Linked DNA regions of Mus musculus: all the other regions are linked to region 1. The links are chromatin contacts, called in public HiChIP or PLAC-seq and promoter capture Hi-C maps. All regions are on one chromosome and are shown on one strand. The core of a region is the stretch at or near the end of the contact, and the rest is flanking DNA. Distances in the headings are between cores, read along the strand shown.

The links. Promoter capture Hi-C pulls out the DNA fragments that hold promoters and counts their contacts. HiChIP or PLAC-seq counts read pairs in DNA pulled down with a chosen protein or histone mark.
Region 2: an H3K27ac HiChIP or PLAC-seq map of embryonic stem cells shows a contact between it and region 1, with 6 times the contacts expected there. The contact joins the promoter of Mybbp1a here to the promoter of Gltpd2 in region 1. A contact is called at or near these places in 1 of 39 promoter capture datasets (embryonic stem cells) and 1 of 115 datasets of contacts at active chromatin or transcription factors (embryonic stem cells).
Region 3: a contact with region 1 is called in a promoter capture Hi-C map of liver, with 4 times the contacts expected there. The contact joins the promoter of Vamp2 here to the promoter of Gltpd2 in region 1. A contact is called at or near these places in 1 of 39 promoter capture datasets (liver) and 1 of 9 other capture datasets (pancreatic islet).
Region 4: a contact with region 1 is called in a promoter capture Hi-C map of liver, with 4 times the contacts expected there. The contact joins the promoter of Chd3 here to the promoter of Gltpd2 in region 1. A contact is called at or near these places in 2 of 39 promoter capture datasets (both in liver).

Annotation. Positions count from the first base shown.
Region 1 is chr11:70,517,018-70,521,300 of GRCm38.p6, reverse strand. It overlaps Gltpd2 (glycolipid transfer protein domain containing 2), which reads right to left and starts at 2,092. Exons shown (of 3, transcript NM_146020.1): 1 at 1,823-2,092; 2 at 1,418-1,584; 3 at 565-1,330. The coding sequence starts at 2,083. The coding sequence ends at 793.
Region 2 is chr11:72,438,742-72,443,024 of GRCm38.p6, reverse strand. It overlaps Mybbp1a (MYB binding protein (P160) 1a), which reads right to left and starts at 1,698. Exons shown (of 26, transcript NM_016776.3): 1 at 1,450-1,698; 2 at 1,252-1,347; 3 at 542-625; 4 at 381-455; 5 at 172-279. The coding sequence starts at 1,641.
Region 3 is chr11:69,086,539-69,090,821 of GRCm38.p6, reverse strand. Vamp2 (vesicle-associated membrane protein 2) reads right to left here and starts at 2,294. Exons shown (of 5, transcript NM_009497.3): 1 at 2,195-2,294; 2 at 1,596-1,716; 3 at 933-1,091; 4 at 795-846; 5 at 1-172. The coding sequence starts at 2,196. The coding sequence ends at 156.
Region 4 is chr11:69,366,866-69,371,148 of GRCm38.p6, reverse strand. Chd3 (chromodomain helicase DNA binding protein 3) reads left to right here and starts at 1,723. Exons shown (of 40, transcript NM_146019.4): 1 at 1,723-2,013. The coding sequence starts at 1,758. It overlaps Gm32483 (a long non-coding RNA gene), which reads right to left and starts at 2,159. Exons shown (of 2, transcript XR_003949707.1): 1 at 2,071-2,159; 2 at 1-411.

The DNA.
Region 1 (4,283 bases), core at 843-3,342:
AACAAAAGAATTCCTTACTGAGCTAACGTGACTATGAAAGTACTATTTTAGAAGAAAGCATTAGAAACAGTCTGAAGCTGATAGGTGTGCTATGCCTAGTTGACATCCAAATGGAAATGCCAAATATCCAGCTGGATGGATAGAAATATATAGTTCAGAAAAAAAGTAGATTTGAGGTACGTTTGGGAGTTAGTCTAAGTTAGTCTAGGAAATGCTTTATGTCTTTCACATTCACTAGTACGGAAGTGACCAAGGAGACCTTTGTGGAGTGCCTGTTTGGTGAGAGGCATGGTGCACGGGCTTTAGGTTGGAGACAGAACACAGAAATAAATGTACTTTTGGTGGAGGGAAGTAGCACTCAGGCGGGACATGCTGCGTTGGCTGTGTGGAGGGCAGATCTGGACTGAGACTTGGTAAGCGCTGGCAACTGAAGCCATGGAGCAGCTGAAATGAGCTCAGGGGAATATGAGTCCTTCAGATGCAAAGAGCAGGGATAACAGGTCTTCCCACACCCTCCCCCAGCCCTTAAGCTAGCTCTCCAGTTATCATACATAACGCCGGATGTCGACAGCTACTAAAGCATTCTTTATTCTTCATTGCTTCTTCCAGCTTCCAGAGGCTGAAGATGAGAGGATCTCACACATCACTGAGACTGCCCTGCTGGGGGTGGGCCTTAACTGTGGTGACTTCACTAAAGAGGACCGCTAGCTACTCTCAGGCCGCCGGTAACCCTGAGTATGTACATCCCTTCCCAGAAATGCCTTTCTGGTCGGTCTCTTGATGCCGCGGCCATCAAGCCAGCTGGAGCAGGCCGTGGCCGGCCAGCAGGCCCTGGGTACGATTGTACACATCCTCCAGGACGCCGGCGGCCCGGGCCAGAGCAACCCGCGCGTCCGCCTCTCCTGTTCCGGGACACGCCAGCTGGAGCAGGCGACCGCGACTCGGGAGGGCCAAGATCGCCAGGCGAGCGGCCTGACGGATAAGCCATGGATGGTGCGGGGCCAGGGCGGTGCTGTAGGCTTCCCCGCACTGCGTGCCCGCATCTGGACCTCCAAGCGTCCCTGTCGCCACCCTGTGGAGGCAGAGCTGGGACCAGCGCAGCGCGCGATGCAACAAAAGTAGCGTTCGAGAGCCCGAGGACCCGGCTGAATGCCCAGGTTCGGTTCCCGGGCGCTGTAGCAATCCTGCTCCCCGCTCCCATGTGATCATAGTCATCAGCGATGTGTAGTGTGAAGCATTGGGGCCGTGCACACGAGCCTCGAGGTCGGTCACCTTGTTGAAGGCCTCGCTGGTGGCAAAGGCGAAGACAGTGCCAAGGGGAGTTAGGAACCTGTTTGGTGGTGGAAGTGGGGAGATGACTTGCGAAACCACAGAATCATTTGGAGGAAGATGGGCTTGGGGAAGGGAGACCACTCACCTAAGTAGTTCTCTCCATCCTGCCAGATACTGAGACAACGCCACATCCCCTTCAGGGCTCATACAGGCCAGGAAGGGGCTCACCATGCGACCCAGCGCCCCATGAGGCCCTAGACAGGGAAGCTCTTCCTTCTCTGGGACCACTAGGGGTCTGGCCGCTGGGCCAGTCTGGGAGATAGATATAAGAGATACATGAAAAGTTCCTAGCCTGCTAGGCCTACTTAGCCACTGTTGGGCCCTGAAGAATGTCCCTCAGGTTTAGCTGGGGTTCCTCCTGGTTATTCTTGACATCTGAAGGGGGGAGGGAACAGAGAGGGAGGAGCCTCCTTTCATTCGATTCTCAGTCTGGTTCCCCTGTTTCTTTGTTGCAGAGTCCCCAGACTCTGGCCTTAAAACTCAAACATACCTGGGAAGGTAGCGGTCTCTCTGGATTGCAGGACTGCACCCCTGCCGGGAAACTAAGCAGGGAGCCGAGGACTGGAGAAGGAGAAGGGAGTTTGAGTCCCCGCAGGCCGGACTGCTGGGTTCTCTGAGCTGGTAAGGGGAAGGGCCACTCATAGAAGAACCATATACTGATGTAAAGAAGTAACAGCGTTAAGATAGCGAAGGGAATTGCATGGCGGAACCAGCGTCCCAGGGCTGGGGACAGTGAGACCCCCATGACCATCGCTGGTGCACCTCACCTAGCTAGTTGGTGGCCTTTCCCTTCCCGTGGTGTCCAGAGGTGCAGAGAGTTAATAATTAATCTATTAAGGACCCCTCCCTTGTGTCCTTTGCCCTAGAGGTCAGATCCTAGGGTGAGAGACATAATGACGATTTGGGGGACATAATATGTGACCTGTCTCTGCATTGCCTTTACCTGTGGGGCTAGCTTGTCGTAAGAGGCAGCGTCTTGTGGGTTCTCCTTAAATCTGGACACGAATCCACTGTAAGCTGCAGATAATGGGCCTTTGTAAATCTCATGTGAGGATCAATTGATAACGCATGTGAAAGCATTCCAAGTGGAAAGCTGACCACAGTTGCCCAATACGTCTTACTTGTTAAGGCTCGAGGATGGGGCTTTAGGCTCTCTCTCTCTCTTTTTTTTTTTTTTACATTCTTGCCGAGAGGTCTGGAAACCTTGGGAATAAAAATTTCAATTCCCCAGGAAGCTTACTGGGCTTCTCTGAAGGAGCCACTGACAAAGAACCTTTAGCCAATGATGGCCTGAGTTAGGGAGGATAAGGCTGTAGCTGAGTCTGCTTGTGAGACTCCTGGCTGAAGAAGATAACAAAGCCAGAACTGAGCTGGCTTCCAAAAATCTTCAGGGTCTCACCAATTATAATAGAACTAACCTAGCACCTAATGAAAATGGTACTAATGTTACTGCTTTGACCCTTACCAATCATATTAGAGGTTACCTAGTCCTTCTGGGAAATTCCCCTAGACCTGCCTAAAAGGATGTCTTGCAAGCCCCTCAAGTCATTGCCATTTTGTTGTGACCCCTGCATGCTGGTAATTTCTGCAGAATAGACGCTCTTTGCCTTTGCACACTATTTGAGTCTGGGGCCTTCCATCAGTGATTCTTGGACATTATAATTTAATTTTTTGAGCTTCACTTTAGCGTTTCATTCATTAAATCAGTCATTACTTTCCTATGGCAGGCCCTACACTAGACCCCCAGAATACAAAAGTATTTTCATAGCTGGGCACAGTAGCTCAGGTCTTCATGTAACCTTAGGTATTTGGGAGGCTGAGATAGGAATATCAAAAGTTCAAGGCCAGCCTGGATAACTTATCTAGACTCTGTCTTAACATGCTTTATAAAAAGGGACACTCCAACTCTAGTGATAATGTTTAGGCCCAGCATCTGACATACCATTGTAGGTTTCCCTGTAATACAGACTCTAACAAGAAATGGCTATCCAGAACCCCTGTTAATCTTTATTCCAAGAAACTTAGAAAAGCACCCAAATCCACACATGGTGCGTGCCCAGGCAGACTTTGAGGAGTTTGTGCTCTGAGAACTAAAGTCCTAGGGAACCTGCCTAAAACAACAACAACAATGGGTGACCCCACCTGTGCTAAATATGCCCATGACAGGATCTGGCATTCTTTCCTTATTGAGGAGCAGAAAACCAGTGTGTAAGTGTTGACAGCACAAATACAGAGTCAGAAAACGAAGTAAACATTAAGCTTTTTAAAATAATAAAAATCAAATCAAGCCTTGTTCTGTGAACAACATTAAAAATCGTTTAAAAAATTTTTTTTAAAGTATAAAATGGGTTAGGGATATAGTTCAGTGGTAGTGTCTTCCTGGAATGTGCAAGACTCTAGGTGCAGTCCCCAGTACTGTGTGTGTGTGTGTGTGTCTGTGTGTCTGTGTGTCTGTGTGTCTGTGTGTGCACAGCTCAAGCTTCACTGGGGAGAGAGGAGAACCTTCTGGCTTCCTCACTGGAATGTGAGCTTTGGTGACAACAGGCACTCTGTACGTTGAAGACTGGATCCATGGCTTTCTGACTTTTTAAGGGGGCCAGGGAAGCACCTCTAGTGCTGGGTTGTAGACATCATCGACCCCCCCCCTTTCCCTTCCCCTTTTTATTTTTTATTTATTTTTTATTTTTTTTTTTAAAGATTTATTTATTTATTATATGTAAGTACACTGTAGCTGTCTTCAGACACTCCAGAAGAGGGCGTCAGATCTTGTTACAGATGGTTGTGAGCCACCATGTGGTTGCTGGGATTTGAACTCTGGACCTTCGGAAGAGCAGTCGGGTGCTCTTACCCACTGAGCCATCTCACCAGCCCCCCCCCCCCCTTTTTTATTTTTGAGACAGGATTTAAACTGTTCAGGTTGATTCGTTTTATTAATTTATTAATTTACTTGT
Region 2 (4,283 bases), core at 449-2,948, 1.9 Mb before region 1:
GAGACCCTGAAAGACAAGGCAGATTTAAGATAGTTGGTGAGAGAGGAATAACAAACAAACAAACAACCTCCTCATACCAGTTGCATGGTCAAACCATCTGTCCTCATCATGTTCCTACCCAAATCTTTTCAACGTTTCCCAAATCAGACGGCATGACTTGTGATTCTCTACCTCAGAGAGGATGTCCACCAGAGCCTTTATTGGCTGTCCCTGTAAGTGGTTGGGGTGTTGGGACAGGATCTTCAGCAATTGCACGGACTTCATCAGGGCCTCTTTGTCCTGGTATCCACAGAGAGCAAAAGGTGAAGAGCAGGGTCTGTTACCATCTGTTCCCCTCCAGCCCTAAACCAGTCCCTGCGCCCCGTGCCAAAAGCTCTTACCTTCACTAGGCGGCCTGACTGAAAGAGGGCTAGCACTCCAAAAAGGTTTGCAAAGAGACTAGGTCTCATCATTGCCTAGAAAAAGATTGAAAACACAGGTGAAGAGGGTCCCTCCCCATAGCTGTTCAGGAGCAGGTTGTCTGTCTGGGAATCTCACGCACCTTGTTCATGGCTTGTAGGCTGTATTTTTCTTGTATCTGATCCAGGATGTCACACAATGGGATGTCTTCAAAAGACTGCAACAGCTACCAGGCAAGACCAGAAAGAGCTCAGGAGTGGCCCAGGGACAACAAACCAGACCAAGTCCATTTCCCTCCTTCAGCTTTCCCCAATATAATCTCCGTGCTCCTCCCATCCCTCACAAGCGCTACTGCTTTCAAGGGACCACATCTTACATGGCTAAGCCCCACCTCCATCAAGGCTTCAGAAGGCCTAGGCTGCTTCTGTACCTCTTGGGAAAACCCATCCCATCCAAAGATCCTGTTCTGAGTTGCCTTGAGGCTGGTTAGTCTTCATTGCTTTTTGCTGTACAAATTTCTACGTGGTCTGTCATCAGTTGCCTTCCTAACCTGGAGGCGGCTCCCCAACCTTGCAGAAATCAACCTCAAAGTTCACTACTTCCAGTAACTGTAGCTAATACTCTGTAGCTGATAAACGTGTATCAGAAAGAAAACGTGTTCAACTCTTCCACCTGCCTGGACTTTGCTGTACATAGGCCATGTTTTGGCACTTCCTCCCACCCAAGTAAGGATGCCTGTATCCCCTCTGAAGCATCTCGGATTTCTTCTTACCCCGCAGCTTCGGTGCCCCCTACCCTTAGACGCCACCTTTGCCCAGCGAGATCGTGCCCTTGCCAGACACACAGTCTCACCTGTGCCAGCGCCAGGCTGTAGCAGGGCCTAGCGGCTTCTCGGCCCACCCCAAGCCCAGTGATTAGGCGCTTCAGGGCATATTTCATCTCCGAATCCTACGGAACCAAGAACATCCCTCGTGTTCAACAGTGATCTGAAGGGCCCACCCCTCCCCCTTGCATCCAGAGCCACGATGGGCCTGGGCCCCTCCATCATACATTGGGCCTTGTGCGCAAGTACTCCAACAACTTCTCCGTGGCCCGGAGCCGCGTTTCCTGATCCGGTTTCGCAATGTCCCAGAAGAAGTCCAAGAACTCGCGGCTGTGCTCCAGCAGGCTGTGGCGGTCGCTTTGCGCCGCTTCTGCGGGAGTCGCAGGCTCAGCTTTCGTGGGGCTCTTCATCTCCGCCATGCTGAGCCAAACACGTGGGCTCAGAAGACAGTCACTTCCAGGTCAGGTCTCGGCGCCTGCGCACTGGGACGTCCGAGTGAGGGCGGGGCCTAGCAGGTTGGAAGTGGCTTCCGTACGGCCTTGCCTTTCCCTTGTGGCTGTGGGTGGAGCAGAGTGTTCTCACACGCGCGTGTGCTCAGAAACTGATGCTTCGATCTCTTCCTTTAACCTGGAGGAGTTCCTGACGACCGGAGGTGCAAACAAATCCACGAAAAAGCCGTAGTATGATCTCTTCCCAGACCCGGGTCTGCTCGCGATCTAGTCCGAGACATCCGCTATTATTCCGCTTTTATTGTGTGCATCCGAACAAAGCCGCGGCTTCTGTGGACTTCCTTTCTAGTGGGAAGAGATGGTTGATGAACGAGTAGACAAATACATTTTAAATGATAGTTATGAGGAAAATAAGGAATGTAGGGAGCAGAGGGAGCCTTTTAAATGTTAAAAAACGTGAAAACATCGCCTGTTAAAAATTAAAGGGAGGGGCTGGAGAGATGGCTCATCGGTTAAGAGCTCTGACTACTCTTCCAGAGGTCCTGAGTTCAGTTCCCAGCAACCACATGGTGGCTCACAACCATCTGTAATGGGATCCAATCCACTCTTCTGGTGTGTCTGAAGACAGATACAGTGTATTCATAAAAATAAACAGCCGGGAGGTGGTGGCACACGCCTTTAATCCCAGCACTTGGGAGGCAGAGACAGGCGGATTTCTGAGTTTGAGGCCAGCCTGGTCTACAAAGTGAGTTCCAGGACAGCCAAGACTATACAGAGAAACCCTGTCTCGAAAAACCAAAAAAAAAAAAAAAACAAAAAACAAAAAAAAAAATAAAATAAAATAAACAACATTTTCTTAAAAAAAAAAAATTAAAGGGAAGCCGGGCATGGTGGTGCACACCTTTGATCCCAGCACTTGGGAGGCAGAGGCAGGTGGATTTCTGAGTTCAAGGCCAGCCTGGTCTACAAAGTGAGTTCCAGGGCAGCCAGGGCTACACAGAGAAACCCTGTCTCGAAAAACCAAACCAAACCAAAACAAAACAAAACAAAAAAAACCAAAAAACCCAAAACCACACACACACACAAAAACAAAACCAAAAAAAAAATTAAAGGGAAAATTCTATAGATTCTAAGATTCTATTTAAGAGACCATGACAAGACTGACATGTGAGCTGACAGCTGAGGGACAAGATGGGCTCTATTGTCCCCAGGGCAAAAATCTAAGAGCAGGCCAAGGACATTTCTTCTACAGAGGCCACTCATCTCTTACGGGAATGAGGTCAGTAAGGTGAGGAGGAGGACTCAGGTGCCAGGAGCAAGGTTATATAGAACCCAGGGCCAGGCTCAAGGGTTCAGAATTTCTTCAGAGAGTGCAGGGAGGATTTACATCTGATTTACAGTTTTAAAAGGTCAACTGTTAGCTGAGAGCAGCCACAGCCCGTGGCTGTGAGTACCGAGGCAGTGAATTATGCTGGAGTAAGGCCTTGGCTAACCTATGGCAAATGTCAACGTAGGCGATGACCTGGGCCAAAGGAGATGATTTGCTAGAAAGGACACCAGGCTAAAAGCTAAAATCGTTGAATAGATGGTGGAATCATTGCGCCTAGCAATGTTTTGTCTGAGAGAGAAGTGGAGATGGTACAATTAAGAGCTCTGCTAGCTTGGGTTTGGGGATATGGTATGGAAATAGAACACCAGCCAAGCACATCAGTGCTCTAAATTTGATCCCCAAGCCAACAAAACAAAACAATTAGCTGACTGTGTTGGTGATCCTGTAATCCCAGTGCCTGGGCCAGACTGGATTACACAGGGAGACTCTGCCTTAAAAAACAAAATTATAGAGACAAGGGATATGGCGTGTTAGTGAAAAGCACTTACTAAACCGGGCGCGGTGGTGCACGCCTTTAATCCCAGCACTCGGGAGGCAGAGGCAGGCAGATTTCTGAGTTTGAGGCCAGCCTGGTCTACAGAGTGAGTTCCAGGACAGCCAGGGCTATACCGAGAAACCGTGTCTGGAAAAAAAACAAAACCAAACAAACAAAAAATCACTTACTACTATTGCAGAGGATCAAGGTTCAGTTCCCAGCACCCATATAGCAGCTCACATCTGTAACCCCAGTTACAGGGGAGCCAAAGCCCTCCTCTGACCTCAGACAGAAGAAGCATGTGGGACATGTGCATATATGCAGTTCACACACACACAGAAGATAAAAGCATCTTTTTTTTTTTTTTGAGACAGGGTTTCTCTGTGTAACTCTGGCTGTCCTGGAACTCACTCTGTAGACCAGGCTGGCCTCGAACTCAGAAATCCACCTGCCTCTGCCTCCCAAGTGCTGGGATTAAAGGCTTGTACCACCACTGCCCGTCTAAAAGTATCATTTTAATTAAAAAAAAAAATTAAACCCTCAAACCCTTAAATAAGAATTTCCTTTCTCTTTGTCAGGTAGGGGAAGTGCTACTGGGTGTCCTTGCTCTTGGCCTGAGGAACTATTTCTAAAGGGTTGTATTCAAGAGATCTCAGAGATCAGGAACAACCCAGTTCCAGCCCTTCTGTACCCAGGGGAACCTCCTACTCATTTTCCCAACCCTTCTCTGCTCTGCCATCTGTTCTA
Region 3 (4,283 bases), core at 1,045-3,544, 1.4 Mb after region 1:
ATAAATAACAGCTGGCTATTTACAGGGGGCACACACACGGACACACACACACACACGGATCCAAGGGAGGGGGCTGAAAGATATGGCTGAGAGGTGGAGGAACGGCTGGGGGTGGGGGAGAGGCCCTTCTTAGGCAGGGCAGACTCCTCAGGGATTTAAGTGCTGAAGTAAACTGTGGAGAGAGGGCAAGAGGAGGACGAGGGAGAGGGGGAGAAAGGAGGACGAGGAGAGGGGGAGAAAGAGAAAGAAAGCAGTGTGTCAGGCCTGGCCCTGTTCCAAGCCTCCCCACTCCCCCACTGGCTGACATCCCTTCCCTCTCAGCCTCAGTTTCTTCAAAGGGACTTGGCAAGTGGGTATTGAGGTCCCTTAAACTCCACGGCTGGACAAAGGGGCATAAAACCTTTAATGCACTGGGTATGTGACGGTAGCTTTCAAACAGTGGAGTAAGTGGTATCCTGGTGGTTGGTGTTCGAGACCTCACCCTTTCCTGTCTCCTACTCCCGTTTTAGAATCCCCAGATGGAGCTTTTAGGCTCAAAGGGTTCCTAGACGAACACCAGGACCCCACCCGGTATTCCTAGTCCCAAAATCTTAACCGGATTGACCCATAACCAGGGAAAGCAGGGCTATACAACACTCAAGTTTTGGGCTCTAAATGAGTCAGAACTGCCAATAGCAGCAAAGTGTGTTTTGGTTGCAGAGTAAAAACTAGGTTAGTGACCTTCAAAGCCCAGGCTCCCCAGGGAAAGCCTCTACCTCCCCAGGGGAGGGGCCCTGGCCTCTGGCCCCACTCACCGATGATGATGATGAGGATGATGGCGCAGATCACTCCCAAGATGATCATCATCTAAGAGTGAGAGGGAGGTGAATGACACAGTGACACCCTACTTCCCCACTGCCCCTCCCAACCTGTCCCCATCTCCTCCCCTTTACCTTGAGGTTTTTCCACCAGTATTTGCGCTTGAGCTTGGCTGCACTTGTTTCAAACTGGGAGGCCCCTGCCTGGAGGGCATCTGCACGGTCATCCAGCTCCGACAACTTCTGGTCCCGCTCCAGGACCTTGTCCACATTCACCCTCATGATGTCCACCACCTGAGGGAGGGGTCCACGAGGCAGGGGGGTGTGCCAAGGCATGCCTCAAGGAGGGCACTTCTTGAACATGTGCCCATCGTGGCACAAGTGGAACATGCACCCCGATGTTTCCAGGCTAACATGCCAAGGACATACACAGAACATGCCTAGCACACCTAGGGGACATGCAAGGAGCACACATCAGGGTCATGCCGCTACCATAGCGCTCAGATGTCTCAGCAACACCCTCTATCTATAGGGCCTGGATCCGCCTATCACCAGAGCACACCTGCCCCAGCTGGCACACCCCAGGCTAGCTCAACTGATTCATCCTGCAGCCCTTCCAAGTGCATGCTAACAGGGAGACAGAAAGGGGATGAGGCAGGTCTCCGACCAAACCCACAAGCATAAACTGTCTTTACCTTCAACCCAAGATGGGCTCCCACACCTATTTGCCAGCCCATCATCTTGCATCTTTGACATACATAGACATAGACACAGACACAGACACACACACACACTCACCTCATCCACCTGGGCCTGGGTCTGCTGCAGTCTCCTGTTACTAGTAAGGTTTGGAGGAGGTGCAGGGGGGCCACCCTCGCCGGCCGGGGCGGCAGGCGGGACGGTGGCAGCGGTAGCCGACCTAAGGAAGAGAAACGGATTAAGACTCGAGGCCTGAAGCCTCTGGCCCTACGGCCGGGGCTCCACCCATCCACCTGTCCATCCACAGTCCCTCCAGTCCTCTCTTGCGCGAGAAGGCCACCCGATGGGAGACAGTCACTCTAAGGTTGAGCTGCGTGACCTTGAGAGACCCTCCTCATGCCTCAATTTCCCCTCTGGTTAAATGAGGGCGACCTCGTAGATGCTGCCCGGGGTCGACCCGAAATGACTGACGGCCATAGTGACAGGGGCGGGGCGGAGGGTGGACGCTGGGTCTGCTCCCTCCGGCAGCCATCGCCCGTGCCAGACCGCCAGGGACCCGGTTCCCGGCATCCGCCCGCAGTCATGGGCACCAGCCTGGCCCGCGGCGGGACCCCCGTGTTTCCCGGTCCACTCCTTGGGGTGGCGGCCCGCAAGGGGCAGAACATCCGCGGGTGGCGAGTGGCAGGCGGCTGACTTACATGGCGGGGGTAGCGGGCAGTGGACTTGGCAGAGGCAGTGACGGCGACGGCGGCGGCGGCGGCTCGCGCTGGCTCCGACTGGCGCTGGCTACCCGGGACTGGAAGATGGCGGCCGCACGTCACCCGCATCCGGGTACTGCGGCGTGGGCGGGGCGCGGCAGGCGACACGTCGCAAGCGGACCGCGGGGGCGGGGCGCTGCAGGGCCGGGGGTCGCCTAGTTGGGTCTGGCTGTGGGGCCAGCTCGCCAACCCACTGCCGCCCCCAAGGCACCTGCCTCTTTTGGCACCCACAACCGAAATCCATACAGCCCCACCCCCCAATACATCCTCCCTTATCTTTGAAGAGGATACACCGGTCCTTATGCCATATAGCCCAACGTCTCATCCTACGACCTGGTCCCAACACCTGGTCTATGGGTTGAGGGTGAAAAAATGAGAAGCGACCAAGGCAGGCGCCAGAGCAATACTGATAACTGGAATTCTGACGCTGGAGTGGAGGGGAATCGTGAGGACTAATCTCACCCATCACCCTGCAAGTGAATGTCTCAAGGGAGGACTGAGGCTTCTGATTTCCTAGCTGGGTCAGGGCAAAAGGAGTAACAGAAGCATACACACACACACACACACACACACACACACACACACAGAGAGAGAGAGAGAGAGAGAGAGAGAGAGAGAGAGAGAGAGAGAGAGAGAAACTGCCCATCCTTACAGATGAAGTTCTCACCAGGTGTACTACTTGGCAGGTAAAGCCCAAGCAGGCCCCAAAAAGATTAGACAAGCTAGAGACTCCAGGAAGGGCCCAGACTGTCTGGTGATACCACAGGCTGGATCCCGTCTGGGGTCAACTGCCCCCCTCAGCTTTGACTCTAGCATAGAGCCTGGGCTGAAAAGAGACAGTAGACAAGGGTGGCACCTGAAGTACTTTGGTTATAGGCACAACTTTACATGTGGACTAATCCCACACACGTGACCTTGACAGAACCAGCTGCCTCTCCCTGCACCTTAAACACTAAGCATATCATGTATGGAGACACTCAATATTTGTCAAATGGCTTGATCTAGATAACACAATAGGATATTCTCTTAGGCCTGGTCCATTCCTGATTGCTCCATTTTAAGTACACTAAACAGCCAAGGCAGCTGTACACACTCCCATCCTGCATCTAGGGAGAGAAAGAACCGGGGAGCAGCTGTCTATTTAGTAAGCCTCCAGGGTGAAGGAGGCATTTTAGGGGAGGACCTACTGATGTGGGAGTACTCATTACATCCCTGAGAGAGCCTTATTCTCAGAGACAGGCAGGGTCTGGCTTTCCTCCTCCTCCCACTCCCGGGCTTCCCAGGGCCTCCTGTGCTGCAGTGCCCAACCCCCTCCCAGCAGAAGCCCCAGGACAAGTTCTGTCATCTGAGGTGTGAGTTCCCAGCTGTCTGGGGGAGGTGAAAGAGCAGGGGAGGGCGTACTGGGTGCAGAATTCGCTCTGGGCTGCCTCCAGCTTCCAGGAGCAACCATTAGCCTGGTCTTTGTGAGGCTGGGCTCCTGAAAAAGAGGAGTTTTGGTGGTGGTGGAAGGGGCTGTTCAGATCAGCTGTGAGGCTCTTGTTTGCTGTCCCTGAGACCACTCTACTTTTCAATCAGAGAACAAAGATGCTCAGCTACATCATTTCACGTTCAAATCCCCTAGTGTCTGGATAGGAAACATCATGGAGAGTGGGGAACGAGAAACTGTGAGCAGACAACCCCCCCCCCACACACACACACACGCAACACACACAACACACACACACACACACCTGGCCCAACACCCCTGCACCCCTGCAGGTAAGATCACAGACCCTGATTTAGGGATACCCATGTTGCCTAGCCAAACACAGAGGATATGGGAGGGACAGAGTTCCAGACAAATTTGGAGAGGTTGGGCCTTGGCACATTGCTGGGAAAGTTGTTCTTCCTGGTGGATTCTGGGAACAGCAACGGCAGAATGAAAATGAAGGCGTGGTGTAAAGGGTGGGAAGGACCCAGTAGGATTCATCTTAGAAAGAGGACTGTCACTGCACGGCACAGCACAGCACAGCTCAGCACAGCCCACCTC
Region 4 (4,283 bases), core at 474-2,973, 1.1 Mb after region 1:
TGCCCTTCTTGCTTGGCTTCTTGGCAAGTTTTATTCCAGTAGAGCCGGCTCTGTCAATTCTCTGTAGGAAAAACTTACTTCTGGGCTCCAGCTCAGCTGCTCATCTGATCCCTGCTACAACTTTAAGATAAACACTGGGATCCAGTCTGAAAGGACAGGTCAGCCGGTTCAGTGAAAAGGCCTGAGTGTTCGCCCTACCTCGTTCCTCTCTTCTCAGTTGCTTTCCTCTCCCCGTGCCTCAGTTTCTTCTACTTTATCAGTGTCGAAGGTCATGGAGGAAGAGGCGTTCGATGACACAGGAGAAAAGAATTTCACAATCTTCAGATCCGACCCTCTCCTCTTTCTCCTAAAAATCTGACCTAGTCACCACCAAATTAATTTCTCAAGTCAGACGATTTTACAAGCAAGCCACTGGAGGAGAGGAAGGGAAAGAGTAGAGATAAAATTGACAACATTCACAGAACACTGAGGGCTGGGCAAAGGAGAGAATCAAACATGGACTCCTTGGAAAAAAAACTCAATCATCTATTCATATCTCTCCCCCCAAAGTCACTAGGATTTCTGTCACTTTTTTTTTAAGGAGAAAAAAAAAAAAAGCCAGTACCATTTCTCATTTAAAAGCTACGTACACAATTAAATGCATTTTGACTTCAATGAGGTATGTAGAGAGTTATATATAAACATATATTTCATCTTTTTCCTTTTCAATGCCTGAAGGAAAAAAAAAAAAAACCTTCACATCAAACCACTCCCTTCTGAAGTATTCAGAAAAAAAAAAAAAAAGCTTTTCTTTAGAGAAGGGAGGTGGGGGGAGGAAGAAGACTAGTAAAGAAAAGAAAAATTCAATCTAGTTGGACTAGTATCTAACTAGTTAACCTTTAACAATTTATGCTGATGTCAGACTGAGCATGAGTACTGATTAATACCCCCCCAAATATTTTTATAAGGGGGGGAGTTAAGTCACAGCAGCCATTTTTGTTTTATGCAGAAATCCTTCATGCCCCCCAACACACACACACACACACACACACACACACACTCTCTCTCTCTCTCTCTCTCTCTCTCTCTCTCAATACACAAGGAAAATGTATTAATCTGTGCACTAATCAGTTATGAAAAAAGGGAGAAATTTGTGGGTTTCTGAGTAGAAGCTTGGAGATTGGATGTAACAGGGAGAATGGGGGTGTATGAAAAATGAAATATTAAGCCAGCCATTTTGTTTTAAAAGGGGATTTTACCCCCCTCTCTCTTTCTTTATAGAGGGGGGTGGCAGTGCTGGAGGGGGGGTTGTTTTAAAAATAATTTCAAGGCGGCCATCTTAGTGCCTCAGCTCTGAGAAATATTTCTGAGCGCCCCCCTCAGAATTTAAATATATTTAAAGCAACCGAGGGGGGTAGAGAGAAGTCGAAAACTTTTATATACATATATATAATTTTTTTTTTTTAAACGATCTCCCTTTCTTGTTCTCTTGGGAGGAAAGACAGAAGGGGGAAAAAGTCCTTAAATTTTTCCAAGAACATTTTTGGGGGTGGTGCGGCCCCCCTCCTCAGACGCCGGCCCCGGGGGTGGGTGTTCTGGAGGGGGGTGGCCCGGGGGTTTGGGGGGCTGGGGGAGGCGGTGAGGAGGAGGAGGAGGAGGACGCCGCCGCCGAGGAGGAGGAGGAGGAGGAGGAGGAGGAGGAGGAGGTGGTGGTGGTAGCGGTGGGGGAGGCGGGCGGGCGGTGGGTGGGGGGGTGGTGGGGGGGCCAGAGCCACAGGATGGCTTCCCCTCTGAGGGACGAGGAGGAGGAGGAGGAGGAGATGGTGGTGTCGGAGGAGGAAGAAGAGGAGGAAGAAGAGGGCGACGAGGAGGAGGAGGAGGTGGAGGCGGCCGACGAGGACGATGAGGAGGAGGACGAAGAGGGAGTACTCGGGCGCGGGCCGGGCCACGACCGGAGCCGCGACCGCCACAGCCCCCCCAGCTGCCACCTCTTCCCGCCGCCGCCGCCGCCGCTGCCGCCGCCCCCGCCACCAGGTAAGCGTCCGTCCGACTCCCCGGGGCCCGAGCGGAGCCGCGGGGCCCGGCACCTACGGTTCGGCCGAGCCGAGGAGAGTCCCGGGCGCCTGGCGGGTCTAGACGGGCCCGGCAGTCCGGGCGGCGGCGGCCTTGGGGCCAGGCCTCCTCCCCTCCCCCGCCGCACCCCTCCTCCGCCGCTACCGCGGCCGCCGCCACCGCCGCCGCCGCCGCCGCCGCCGCGCCCGGGCTGGAGAGCGCAGGGAGCGAGCTGCGCGCGCGGACCGGGCCACTTGGTCGCGGCTTTCGGGGGAGGAGATTTATTTTTTTCACCCTCGGCGGGGAGGGGGTAGGCAGGAAACGGCCGTAGCGAAGCCAGGGCCCCCCTCCCAGGCCGAGCGAGGGACCGCGGAGACCCCGGCGACCGGACGGCGGCGTGGGGGGAGGGGCGCGTGGGGGAGGGGCGGCCGCGTGAGCGCCCCTTGGGCCGGGCCCCGGTGGGGTCGGACTGAAGCCGAGTGGGTTCGGGGTGTGGAGCTGACTGCCACCCGACGCCCTCCGCTGGGGACTTGGGCAAGCAGAGGTGGGACAGTGGCCCGCGGACCAGCCCCTCCACCTGCAGGGACTTCGGTGCCCGCCAACTTAGGGGTGTGCGGTGGCACGCGTGGGAGGGGGCGTGCGAATGTTTGTAGCGGCTGATGACCAGAGGCAGGTGGTGGCCACACTCCACGCAGACCACTTCCTGGAGTAAGACTTGGACATACCGTCCACTCCCCCCTAGCTGGCCGCCGAGGTCTCGGGTCACCTCAGATTTGAAGAGAGACAGGAGAATGTCTGGGGAGCCAGATGCCCCCGGCCCCACCCTCGTCATCTCTGCCCCGGGCTCTTTTGTGTCAAGTGCAGCCCCCATCCCCCCCTCGTGACCCCGTCAGTCTGGGGTGGCCGAACTGCCCAGCTGTGACTCTCACGTGGCTGCCATTCACTGTCACTCTCTTGATGAAACCACCCACACACCCTGACCACGTTGGGGGGCGTGAACTGCCCACCCAGCTGCTCTGTCCTGACCATCATCACTCAGCACCCTTCTCCGAGATGACAAGTCACCTGCCACTGGCGTAGGACGTCCAGCTGTGCTTGGGACAGACCCTTCTCTGGATCAGTGGCGCAACTCTCAGACCACCCTCCAAGTGGAGAGTGATTTCTAGCTTCTTTAGGATAGGTGTCGCCAACCTCTGATTGGGGACATCCACACCCCCAAGTCTCTGGCGGCAGAGCAGCACACACACACCAAACTTTAAAACGTTATTTGTAAAACTGTCTTACTGACCACTGTGACTTTTTGTCGCACGTGTTGAGACAGCTTTTCCGGGGGTGGGGGGTGTTAAAAATAATGTGTTTAATGCGTATTGGGTAAAGCCTCACCCCTAACCTCGTCAGGTTTACCTGTAAAAGAGGAAAAGTTTAGAAAAAAGTTATTCCAGCGAGCCCTCAGGATTCCCTTGGAGTGGGGGAAGAATTAAAGATCCTGAGGAGAGAGAGGGCTGCCCGCAGGGCTGCCTGCGGCAAGGTGTGAAAAAGAGGGGAGAGGGGCTTGTCAGGTGAGTTAGGGCGTCGGTAACTCTCGCCTAACTGTTCTGAACTCCGGATCTGGTTTTGATCCCCGGCACTGGATGCCTGTAAGAGAGGAGAATGAACGAGCCTAAGGTCGAGATGGGTCTTTGTGTGGCGTCCTCCCTCCCCCCTTGCTTTTGAATCCTTGAGAAGCGTCAAAAGCTTTTGAATTTTTATGTTTGAAATGAAATCTCACCTCCTCTGTCTCCCTGGGCAATTTCATCCCCCTTCCAGCCCTCCAAGTCAAAATGACCCAGATACACCCCCTCAGATGACTTTCTGAGGTAAAACTTTCGGAAAATATTTTTAGCGTACTCATTATCCGTCTACCTCAGTGTGGGGAAAAATAAGTCTCCTCTTAAGGAGCTCTGTTCAGGCTGCCCGCCCTCGTCTCTTTCTGGAATATGAATTTGTACTCGTGAGAGCCTTCCATTGTTTTTCAGTGCGACTGCTTTGATTCTCACCATTTTTGTTTTACATTCTTACCCAAGACCAATTTTTATCCCTTCCCCCATCGCGCCAGTCTCCTTACATTGTTGAACGTTTAAAATAATAGCATTCGTGTTGGTGGGGGAAGGGAGCAGGAAGCTAAAGAAAAAAACCTCATTTCTTCTCCCTCCCCCTTCTGGCAAGTCTAGAGAAATAATATAACATAATATATAGATGTGATTCCTTGGGGG